2 separate regions of the Mus musculus genome follow, and region 1 is linked to region 2. The links are chromatin contacts, called in public Hi-C maps. All regions are on one chromosome and are shown on one strand. Each heading gives the region's core, a stretch centred on a gene start, on an enhancer-like site or on the middle of the called end of the contact. The rest is flanking DNA. Distances are from core to core; before and after follow the strand shown.

Evidence for each region. Hi-C and Micro-C count contacts between places; a contact is called where the count stands out from the background.
Region 1: a contact with region 2 is called in a Hi-C map of germinal center B cells, with 4 times the contacts expected there. The contact joins two enhancer-like sites. A contact is called at or near these places in 1 of 15 datasets of contacts at CTCF or cohesin (the NIH/3T3 cell line), 17 of 484 Hi-C or Micro-C datasets (CD4 T cells, the G1E-ER4 cell line, Kupffer cells and 10 more) and 2 of 115 datasets of contacts at active chromatin or transcription factors (embryonic stem cells and hepatocytes).

Annotation. Positions count from the first base shown.
Region 1 is chr3:67,555,237-67,561,261 of GRCm38.p6, forward strand. No RefSeq gene overlaps it. Among named protein-coding and RNA genes, the nearest start is that of Gm35299, 4.8 kb to the left of the region's middle. Within about 2 kb of position 2,220, at least 109 of the 459 cell types and tissues checked have an H3K27ac peak or open chromatin away from gene starts, as enhancers often do. A contact at or near this core is called in germinal center B cells, where this site is marked.
Region 2 is chr3:67,494,247-67,499,784 of GRCm38.p6, forward strand. It overlaps Rarres1 (retinoic acid receptor responder (tazarotene induced) 1), which reads right to left. Exons shown (of 6, transcript NM_001164763.1): 2 at 1,500-1,565. Among named protein-coding and RNA genes, the nearest start is that of Gm40067, 18 kb to the right of the region's middle. Within about 2 kb of position 3,970, at least 31 of the 459 cell types and tissues checked have an H3K27ac peak or open chromatin away from gene starts, as enhancers often do. A contact at or near this core is called in germinal center B cells, where this site is marked.

The DNA.
Region 1 (6,025 bases), core at 970-3,469, 59 kb after region 2:
AGGTGTAATTTTTCGGTGTTCTTTGCCTTAAAAAAAAAAAACCCAAAACAAAAAATCTCCCTGTAATATGCATTTGGGGCTGCTCTGGGAGAAGTGTTTCTCTCCAGGCAGTCCCTGGTTGGCTCAATACAGACTTTTTCAATGTGAACTTTGGTCCTGCTGAGTGGTTTTCGGGATCTCTACTCCAAACAAATGGAGTTGCCAAATAATACGGGAGACAAAACCCCAACTAGACATCTCTCGCCACCAAATGAAACCTCCAGTGTTAGGAATGGGTTACATCAGGTTAAGTTGTTTGTTTGTTTGTTTGCTTTTTTTTTGTTTGTTTTTGTTTTTTTTTTTTTTTTCGAGACAGGGCTTCTCTGTATATCCCTGGCTGTCCTGGAACTCACTTTATAGACCAGGCTGGCCTTGAACTCAGAAATCCGACTGCCTCTGCCTCCCAAGTGCTGGGATTAAAGGCTCATGCCACCACCGCCCAGCTAAGGCTCTAATGTTAAGGACAATATCTAAATACCTCAGTGAATACAGAGAAGCTGGTGCTTAGCTAGATCCTTCACTCCTAGTGACTAGTGTTCACGGTACTGGGAAGTACTCTGCACACTACTAGAGGAAAGCAGTAAACACTAACCCTGCTACACACCCTGCCACCTACAATGGTGACCTACCTTCAGGCTAAACTGGAATGAGGCACAGATGCTGACGGAGAAACCAACCACTATTTAAGGCCCACTCCATGAGATGGACCCTATGCTGACACTGTCTGGTGGCCAAGAGTATGAGACTGGACAGGCCATGGACTTAGGAGAAAAAACAAATACTTTTGTTCTGCCAAGGGAACACAGCACTAAAGTGACTCTTAACAACATTCAGCTGCACGCATGGATCGACGCCTCCCTCAGCCATCTCCAGGGAAGCTTCCTTCTATAGTGGATGGAGACAAATACAACTGGACCATGTGCAAGAGTAAGAAGCCTTGGGACACTCAGTCTTAAATGGCGTGTCTCCATGACACCCCCACCCCCCTGGAGCTCAGGGAAGAAGAGGTGGAAAGAGCAAGAGCCAGAGGGGACGGAGGACACCAAGGAAACAAGGCCGTCTAGACACATAGGTCTGACAGAGGTATGCACTCACAGAGACTTTGGCAGTGTGCACAGAGCCTGCACAGCTCTAAGCCAGGTCCCAGCACTGAGAGGAAGACGTAGACTCACATCCCTATCCAAGATGCTGTCTCCAATTAACAACTGCTCCAAAGGGAAATCAGTTTCTCCAATGGAGACTCACTGCGTATACAAACCACACGTCAGGGCTGGTCACATGCCCTGCAGTAAACAGCTATAACCAAAGGCACTCAATGGTGTTTCATAGATTTTTATTTTTGTCTCATATTGCTTTGATTAGTCTTTTTTTTAAAAACCTTACTGGTCTTTGCTCGTATATTATGGTTTCTGAATTTGTATTTTTATGGTGTCTCGCTGTGTGTGTCGGTGTGTGCATTTTTTCATGTTCTTTATTTTTTTCTTCTTTTGTTTGTTAATTTTATTCTATTCTGGTCCATTATTTTTATTCACCTCTTTGTTTTCTTAAGAGAGAAAGAAACAAGGTGTTGAGTTTGAAGTGCCGGGTGGGGGTGGGGAGATCTGGGAGATGTGGGAGGGGAACTGTAATCAGAGTATATTGCATGAAAATAACTTCATTTTCAATAAATAAAATAAAATAAAAGAGGACAGCATATGAGGAACAACTAGTCTTCATGTGCATGTGAACACAGATGATGCATACATGCATACTGCACCCCCATACACACACACACACACACACACACACACACACACACTATAGACTCACAAAGTGCTGTTTGTTGACTCTTTAACTCAATAGAAAAAAATTTAAATATCTGGATTTTTTTTTTTGCATTAGTTTTAGAGTGACACCTTTCCTTACCCAACGAACTTTGCTCCCTTTATAGAGTTTTAAGAAAAGAAGAATAAGCAGATATACATTTCACAACTAGCACGTGACTGACTGTAAGCTAACATCCCGCTACATGCCAGCGTCCCTCAGCCTCACCAAGCCTCCTTGGCCATAATGAGGAAGTGAAATTGCAAATGAATTGCAAATGAAGAAATCTCACCCAGGGGTGATTTCTTCTTGGGCTACCAATTAGGCTGTACAGACTGTGGTGCCAGGGGAAGGCCAGAACTTGTCATGGAAGGTGAAAGCCCGGTGAGTGTAACGAGTCATTTCCTGTCCCCGGAGAAGGGGTGTGCTGCAGGGTAAAGCGCAGAGGGTAGTGTGCGTTAGGGAGCGGGCGCAGGCTCGCAGCGTACATGACTGGCGTGCTAAAAGAGCCTCCAGAGTCAGCAGCTGTTAAGGCACAAATTGCCAGTGACACCGTGGAACTGAGTGATGGTCTTGCTGGAAGGAAAGCAGTATTTATAAAAATCCTATCCATATTTATGAACCTTTTCACTCAATCCTGGGGTCTTCACTGTTCTGTCTGGTGAGGGTGCCTGAGTGGTAAGTAGCAAAATGTTTATTCTAAGGAAAAAAAGGGGGGGGGAGCTTCTTTTTTATTCTTGAGAATTTCATGCATTTATACAAGGAAATACCATAGCCGTCACTATTTCCTCCCCCTCCCCCCACTTTCTTCCCTATATGACCGCCTCTCAACTTCATGTCCTCTTTTTCCTTTCTTTAAACACAAGTCCAATTAGTGTTGCCTACATGGATGTGGGAGTAAGGCCACCCTCTGAAGCGCGAGAGATCTACTAGTGGACACACAATAAAAATAAACATAAACATAAAAAGGTTTGCCCCTCCCCACAACTATCAACTGCTAATAGCTCTTTAATGAGGGATGGATTTTGGAGATCCTCTACCCCACGCACGCTGGAATTTTGGCCGGCTTGATCGTGTATAGGTCAGCAGAGCTGGAGTGAGTTATGCGTGTGACAGCCAGCCAGGTCCAGAAGTTTGCGTTCCACAAACAGCCCTCCTCGTTGTCCAGCCCTTACTGTCTTTCCTCTTCATGAACATTCCTCGAGCCCTGGTGGTGTTGGCGGGGACACAGGGTTGAGAGAGATGCCCCGCTGAGAGTTGAGCATCCAGTCACCTAGTCACTTGCTCTTGGCACCCTGGCCAGTTTGGCATCTCACACTGACCACTGCTGTAGCGAGAAGAGGCTTCTCTGACCACAGTTGAGAACAGCCCGAGTTTATAGACACAGATATTTATAAGGCTACTCGACAGCATGGCGGTTTAGAAAAGCGACAGCTGCAGCCTCTGCTCTAGGCCTATGACCTCCCAAGCCATCGACTTCTGACCGAGTTTACAGTACTAGGTTTCCATTCTCATTCCGTGGCTCCCAGCCTGCCCATTGCCTCTGGAACACCACTTCCAGGTATTCTGAGGCCGACTCTCTCGCCCTTTGGTTTCTCAGAATGATCACTTTGGCTCTCCACACTCCTGCGAGCTACATCCTGTGTCTCCGTTTGAGTTTCAAAGACCATGGCACTTTCTTTCAATTCCCAGTCAATCCTTTGAAAGGAAAGTTCCCTAATAAGTTTAAATTCACCAGGTTATTTCAAGAGTTGGTGAGCATAAGCACAATATAAGTAACTTTTTCCTTAATTAAAATATAGTTCCTCAGGCCCGAAGGGTGGCTCGGTGGTTAGGGATGTATACTGTGCTTGCAGAGGAGTTTGGTTTCCAGTACCCTTGTCAGACGGCTCAAATTCCCAGGCTCCGACACCCTTGTCCACTGGCACCCCTCCGTGTGTGTGTGCACACATACACATGCACATGCACACACATACACATGCACATGTACTTGAAGCTAGAAATGAATCTTTAAAAAATAATTACGTCATCGCTTCTCTGCCTTTTGGCTAAGATCAGGTGTAAAATGATTACGTCTTCCCACATCTGTTTTCTTCAGTGCTGGGGATTCAGCCCTCGTCCCCTGTGCATCCCAGACTTGTTCGGCCCCACTCACTTCTTTGTTGATATACTAGCTATGATGTTTTCAACTACTCTTAAGAGGAAATCCAACTTAAAGTGGTTTACGTAATGCTACATTCCAAGAGTCCACACCCAGAGTTTCTCTAAGCAGGAAGTATTCAGCAACAATGTTTATGATCCAGGTTTTATCACCTGTCAGCTCTGCCATTCTCAATGTATCTAATTTATCCAACATCTTCAATTCTCATCATTGCAAGATGGCTGCCAACCACGAGACCCAATTGTATTTAAAGCCAGCAAAAAAGAGTAGTTCCTTTTCAGAGAAGTTCCTTTGATTAAGAGGGGAAAAAAAGCATTTTTAAAACTTTTTAGGTTTTCTATGGAGCCATTACCCAGAATTAGGTCACGTGTCATAAATGCTACGGAATTTTGGAAATGAATGTGTTTTTAAATTCTTCATAGAAAGATGCTTCAGCCAGCAAGAAAATAATGTTTCGCGGAGTATTGTGGCCAGTGGAGGAAGTCTGTGTGTTAACTCCGTTTTGTCTTCTCTTCTTGAGCTTGAATTTATAGAACCGATTGCTTCTGAATGCTGCACTTGGATGCCATGCATGCAAATTTCTAAACAAAGGGAGCTGTCCTTTCTTGCTGTCTGCTGTCCCTGGCTCTTTTCTGTTCTTCATCTTAGGAAGAAGCACCAGTGTTCACAGAGTCACCAGGAATTCAGCTGTCATGTTTGGTTTTTGGCCTTCTGCCCCTCTGTCTCCCGTAGAGCCCTCACAGGGCTCCCTCACCTAACCTCTCCTGTCCTGCAGAACCGCAGAGCAGCACTGGAGACAGGGAGTGTACTCAGTAAAGGAGAACTAACTGGGTTTGGGGAGACATAGGTACAGAGGAAGACTATACAAGACTTAATGTTTTGACCCTGTGGGATCCGGCACGAGCCTAGCCTCCGTCTGTGCACATCTGGTAGGATATAGTCTTGGAGGTCACAGTTAAGTCAGTAAAATCCTGAAGGCCAATTTTGATTCTCAAGTGCATTGGCTATCGAGAATTTCCAGTGGACTTGATGGATCAGAGTAATGCAGAAGACAGGACCTCCAGCCCTGGGTTTTTATGGCATCCATAAAATACCTTTTACAGTTTCTGCTCAATTTTATGCTGTTAGGCTAAACATTTGACATCATATGGCACTTTAAGCACATTGATGTATGGGAAGTCAGCAATTGCATCTGTAATAAAAAGTCCAAAGTATGGGTTTAAAAAGTAATCTACTGTATTTATTATTGACATAAACAGTTACCTGTAGTTCATTTGAGCACCATCTTAGGTTTAACTCATGTATTAAAGATACTGTGCTTCCCATGCAGCAAGGTCACAGCCAAGGTGAAAACTGTATGTGGTTGGAAATGAAAAAAAAATCAAATGTATAATGATAAATATGTAAAAAGTGATATATATACACACACATACACATATATGATTTCATCTCTGTAAAGCCTCCATTAATAATAATATTCTGTTTATTCCTTTTACCTCCACCCTTGATCCCCAAATCTTCAAGCCTAGCTAACCACTAATCTGTTTTCCATGTCTTGAATTTTGTTCTTTGCAGAGTGATATATAAGTGGAATCATATAGGTTGCAGCCTTTGAGCTTGGCCTCCTTATTATTTTAAACTCAGTATAATTCCCCGGAGGTCTGTTAAGTTTTGTGTGGCTTGTCTCATAACCTGTTTCGGTATCGTGGTCACAGTCAGGGCTGAATAATCGAACTAACTTAAAATTACTTCCACCCAACCCAGAGCACCTGAAATCAAGGTGGCTTCATAACCAGAGAATGCTACTTACAACCATGAGTCCATTCTGTTGAATAAGAAGGGCTTATTTTTAAGCAACATTACAGTACGTTTTCACAAGCATAGCTAGTCCAGCTGAGAGTTAGTAGACAGGGTGCTTAAAGGACACCTATCGTCCTAACAGTAATTTAAGAGGTACTTTAGTCAAATATTGAACAAAAGTTTAGAAAAAGATCGTTCTCATTTTGCATTTGAAAAAAAATC
Region 2 (5,538 bases), core at 2,720-5,219:
TCCCAGGGGTGCCGTTTCGATAAATAGTCACATTGTCACACTGCGGAAACTATTTATGTTTATTTCCATAGGTTTAGGTCACTTTCAACCTTGGTCAGAGATCTTTCTTTTTGCAGTGAGTTGAAGTCAATGCCCAGACTCATGACTGGTCAAAATGCTGAGGATAAATGCCTGCGTTCTCAGCCATAGATGAACAAATGGGATATCTACATCAACCTCCCTCATCCAAGGCTTGGGGAACATCAAAGAAGAGTGCAGAAAGAATGGAGGAGCCAGAAAGGTGGGGATGAAAAGGACGGAAAGGCTGTCTTTGTGTGTATGTGTGTGTGTGTGTGTGTGTGTGTGTGTGTGTGTGAGAGAGAGAAAGAGAGAGAGAGAGAGAGAGAGAGAGAGAGAGAGAGGAGAAGAAGAAGAAGAAGAAGAAGAAGAAGAAGAAGAAGAAGAAGAAGAAGAAGAAGAAGAAGAAGAAGAAGAAAAGAGAAGAGAAGAGAAGAGAAGAGAAGAGAAGAGAAGAGAAGAGAAGAGAAGAGAAGAGAAGAGAAGAGAAGAGAAGAGAAGAGAAGAGAAGAGAAGAGAAGAAGAGGAGCACTGGCTGTTCTTCCAGATGATCCAGGTTGATTCCCAGCACTCACATTCTGGCTCACAACTGTCTGTAACTCCAGTTTTAGGGAATCCAGTGTCTTCTAGCCTCCAAGGGCATCAGGCACACATGCAGTACACAGACATACATGCAGTCAAAGCACCCATACACAGAACCAGTTTTTAAAGCTGTCTTCCCTGACATGGCAGATGTGGTGGCCTGTTGAGGCCCCACTCCTAGCTGAGGAACTATTGGCAGTTGATAGCCAATGGGGAGGGGAGACTCACTTTTCCTTGGTGATGCAGCCACTGGTAGGTTGCCCATGCCCCAGTGTATGGCCCCCAATATATCTGTATGTGAACAATACTAATCAGCCTCAATGGGCTACTCCTAATAATCACAGTAGTAATAATAATGTACTTGGAGGAGGAAGGTAGGTTGGTGGGTGTCAGGGGGAATTGGAGAAGGTCCTTGGGAGGTAGAGAAGTTCAAATACATTGTATATGTATGAAATTTTCAAAGAATAAATTAAAATACTTAAAAATGAAAGCTGAGCATATTGATTTAAGAAAATATTTGCTATAATTGTAAAACTCAATGGAGTCTCCCCAGCAATCCTGCCTTGCCTACAGGCTACTTTCTAGTTACTGCCCATCCCCCTGCCCTTTTTGCAGCACGCTCAAAAAGCTATTTTCCTATCACTGTAAAGGGTGAGTTCACTTGCCGCCTGCCAGTCCACCCCACTGCTGTGGTGGGCACTCAGTCTCTTATGCTTTGTTCTTTCATTCTTGCAAACAAGTAGGATGAAAAATGAAAATCTCCAGGCTTTACTTGTTCATATTCTCACTTCTTCCTCTAAAGGCAAGACAGGACATATGGACCTTGCTAATAGGCTGCATCGCTAATCGGGACGGCTTACCTGCTCGGGGTTGTATTGCTCTGTGCTAAATACCAAGTCCACTTCGCAGCCTTCTTGAGGGTTGACCTGAAATACAAAAACTTCATCTTAACACAGTGGGAGAAATATAAGCATTTTCATATCCATAATATTCCTGTTGGGTTATGGTGGCACTCATCTTTAATCCTAACACTTGTGAGGCAGAGGCAGGCAGATTCCTCTGAGTTTGAGGTCAGCCCACTCTATGTAGTGAGTTCTAGGACATCAGGAGCACAGGGAAAGCAAAGCATGGTCTTGGGGCTGGAGAGATGACTCATTGGTTAAGAGCATTTTCTCCCCTTTCAGGAGACCCAGGTTCAATTCCTAGCACCCAGATTGTGGCTAAAAACTGTGTGTAACTCCAGTACCAAGGGAATTAGTGCCCTCTTCTGGACTTCAAGGGCACCAGACATGGGTATAATGCATTTACATACATGCAGATACATATTCATACACATAAACTTTTAAAAAATATTAAAAGCATTATGTCCTTGGGCACTGTGGTTTGTCTGTGGAGTTGCTGTATACATATATATATATATATATATATATATATATGCCCCAGTAAAACTGGAGAGTCTTGAAAAACAGAGACTTTGAACTGACCGGACTATTTTGCTTACGGTTTGGTACCTACTCAGAAAGACGAAGCTGGGGAAAGGATGTGGTGAACACAGAATGGAAGCTGACTTTTGTGACAGTAGTTAAATGAGAAACGGGCATGTGCACCAGCCAGGTGGCAGTTCCTCCCTCCCCTGGGTGCTCTGCACGTGCCCCAGGCCCCGATCTGGGCACTCGGGCTACAGGCAACAGGAACATAGATGAAGGCTTCCTTGTGTCACGCTTGGTCAAATAGAATATAGGCAACAAGGGAGCAGTGAATTTTCGAGTAAGAGCATCAAGGGAGGTGCCTGAAACAATGCAGTATCCACGAAGGGGGATGAAGGACAGTCAGGCAGCCGCCACGTCTAGATCTAGTGATGCCCTACAGGCAGAAATAATTGGAGGGGTTTTCAGATCTTATGCTCTTTGCCATAGTCTTGATATTAAGTGATCCCTAAAGATCCTGTGCTAAAGGCTTTAAGGCTTAGCGCCTCAGGGCACCACTGGGAGAGGTAGGACTTTAAGAGGTGGGGTCCAATGACAGGTCTTGAGGCCACTGACACATGCCGTTGCTAGAGACATTGCTTAGTCTCCTCCCTTTTCTATCCTCTCCTTCCTGGCCATGAAGTGGGCCTGTGATGTGCTTTCTCCCCTCAGACACCGTGAGACAGAGCCACGATGGATTGAAACTCTGAAACCATGAGTCAAAAGTGAAGCTTTATCCCTTTATGAATAGATTGTCGTGAGCACATGTTGCAACCAAAAGCTGACTGACACGGCCTCCCCTTGTAGCAGGCAGGCAAACTCCCTATGTATGTTTGCATGTTTTAAGCTTCTGAACTAATTCTAGCACATATTTTTTGAGTACATTTAAATTATCTAGAATTTTTATATTATTTGCCATCATTTTAAAAAACAAAACAAAATGATCATTCATTAAAAAACATTATCTTAGAAAAAAGGGAATTTTGTGTTACACAGAGCTGAAGTCATCTCACATAATGCTGTTTAAATGGAATTTTATCATTAATTTCATTTGAAGTTTGGCCCAAAGACACAATGACTAAACATAGTTATTTTATCTTAAATAGATCAGATGCCATCCATCCCTACAATTATATCTGGATAAGAGACAGCAGTGAACAGCATTCATTTATGTAAAAAATACTTAAATATGGAAATGCATGGCTGTTTGTGGAAGAGAATGGTGCTTGTTGGGGTTCCTTGTAAGCTTTCAAATATGTTACCAGAGCTGCACAAAAGTCTCTCTGTCCACCCATTCCTCCATCAGGCAATGGGAGCTAAGAGACAGACTATCCTAGCCAGCTGTCCCAGAGCCTACTTCCGTTATGGAAGCCATGGACAGTCAATGTGGCCAAAGGCAGCCTGAGTGTGAGTCCTGATTTTAGGAAGATTTTCTGCAGCAGGCAAGACCTGAAGTAACTTTTCAAAATTTCTAAATTATTTCTTTGGTGTGTGTGTGTGTGTGTGTGTGTGAAGGAGGTCAGAGGGGTAACTTGCAAGAGACGGTTCTCTCCTAGCATGTGGGTGTGTCAGGGACCAAACTCAGTTCATTAAACTTGGTGGTGTTATGGCTAATGTTTTAACCTTAAATAATTTTGTCATACACACACACACACACACACACACACACACACACACACACACACAAAAGGCCTCTAACCTGTAAGTACTGCTTGCTCAATGACAAAAAACTTCCTTGGAATGCTGGGGGGCTGTACTTCATGTAAGATAACAAGCTGTGGGTTTTCGCTTCTGTAAACAAGCTTGGTTGCACCAGCTGCACAGGATGTATGCTTGGTCGCATGTAGGCAGGATGCATGTCAGGGCATATGCTTGCTTCTGATTGAATGAAGCCAGGAAGTACATAGCCTCATGGGCTCTGCCTTTATAGCCCTCTGGTTAATATAAACTGGTGCCATACTCTGGGAATCCTAAGTATGGAGCTGTCTGTTTTCCATGGTCCTGGCCAGTATTTAATAAAGCCTGTTTTGGCTTAAAAAAAATGTGGTAGTGGTCTCATTCTCACCTGGTGGGATTAACAGTGCAAGCATTTATACACACTAAGCCATCTTACCAGCTCCTGCACTGAGTCATCATTAGCTCCACAAAAATGCAGAAACAAAGGGTAGGATTTGGTATATCAGAGGGGATGGTCAGAGTCCAAAGAAGGCACCTTTCCTTGCCACAGGTTCTAGCCCTTTAAGGGCTGCTCTGGCTCTGGGCTCCACATGTGACCCTGAGGACCTGGTATGTTCCCTAGGCTGTCATAACGCTGTGCTGTCTTCTCTGTGGGAGTCAGAACGGCCCTCAGATTTTCGGATGAGAGGGGCAGGGGGGAGGGGAGCACTGAGGGAGAAGAGAAGGAGGAAGGAGCCAGGCTGGATCGGAAGCATCTGAGGTGTGCAGGAGGACTTAGCAGAGAGCTAGACGAGACCCTCCAGGGATGAGATGGAGAAGAGTCAAGAGGAACGTCAGCTTTCACGTCAGTAACAGATCAAGGCTGCTGATTTGCCAGACAGTGCTGATTTGCACTTTTTTGGGGGAGGGGCTTCCTTCTTGACTATTCTTGGGTAGGAGGGGGAAGTAGAGGACCAGGACCATGTTCGTCAAGGCTCCCAGCTGAGTCAGCGTCCCTGAGTGTTACTTCTTTCCTATTTGACTTGCTTATTTTAACTAGATACCCTTGAACACTTCTACGTTGGATCCAAAATAGGATTCTAGTACTTTTAGTTATCCTTTATCAAGTATCAAGTCTCGCTCTTATCTAATCTCCCCAAAGCCTCTCCCCTCTTCCTTACCCCAAGTCACAAGCTACTTAGCTGGCCTGTGTGAGATAAGCCCAGGAGTCAGCACAAGTGGGGGGGGGGGGTGTGGTTGCCTTCATCTGGGGTGGGGCCTGAGCTTTGACTCTCACTCCATTCCTTGATTGGCAGCCTTCTCATTCAGCAGTACCCACTCTAGGGTGACAGCATGTCTGCCTTACTCCAACCCTAGGCTAGGTGAGGGGAAAGCAGGCAAAAACAATACCACTGTCTGCCCTCAGGCAGCCCAGAGCAGAAAGGACTCAGTTATAGGCCACTGTGGACATGGCGATCTGATTAGAGTTGACTTATGAGCTGTGAAAGGATGACTGATCCAATCTAGAAGTCTGGAGGTGACGTTTGAGTTCAACTCTGAAGACTGAGGAGAAGCTGACTTTGGGGGTGGGGACGGGAGCGGGTGTGTCATCTCACACAGGGGAAGGGAGGGTTGAAGGGACTGAAGGACAGACAGGCTAAAATCAGTGGAGGAAGCAGCTGACTAGGTGGGCAAGGGTTGCCTAGCATGTTATAGTGAGCATGACTTACAGGAGGGGGGGGGGAGAACAGAAAATGGATACCCACTAAAGGAGGTA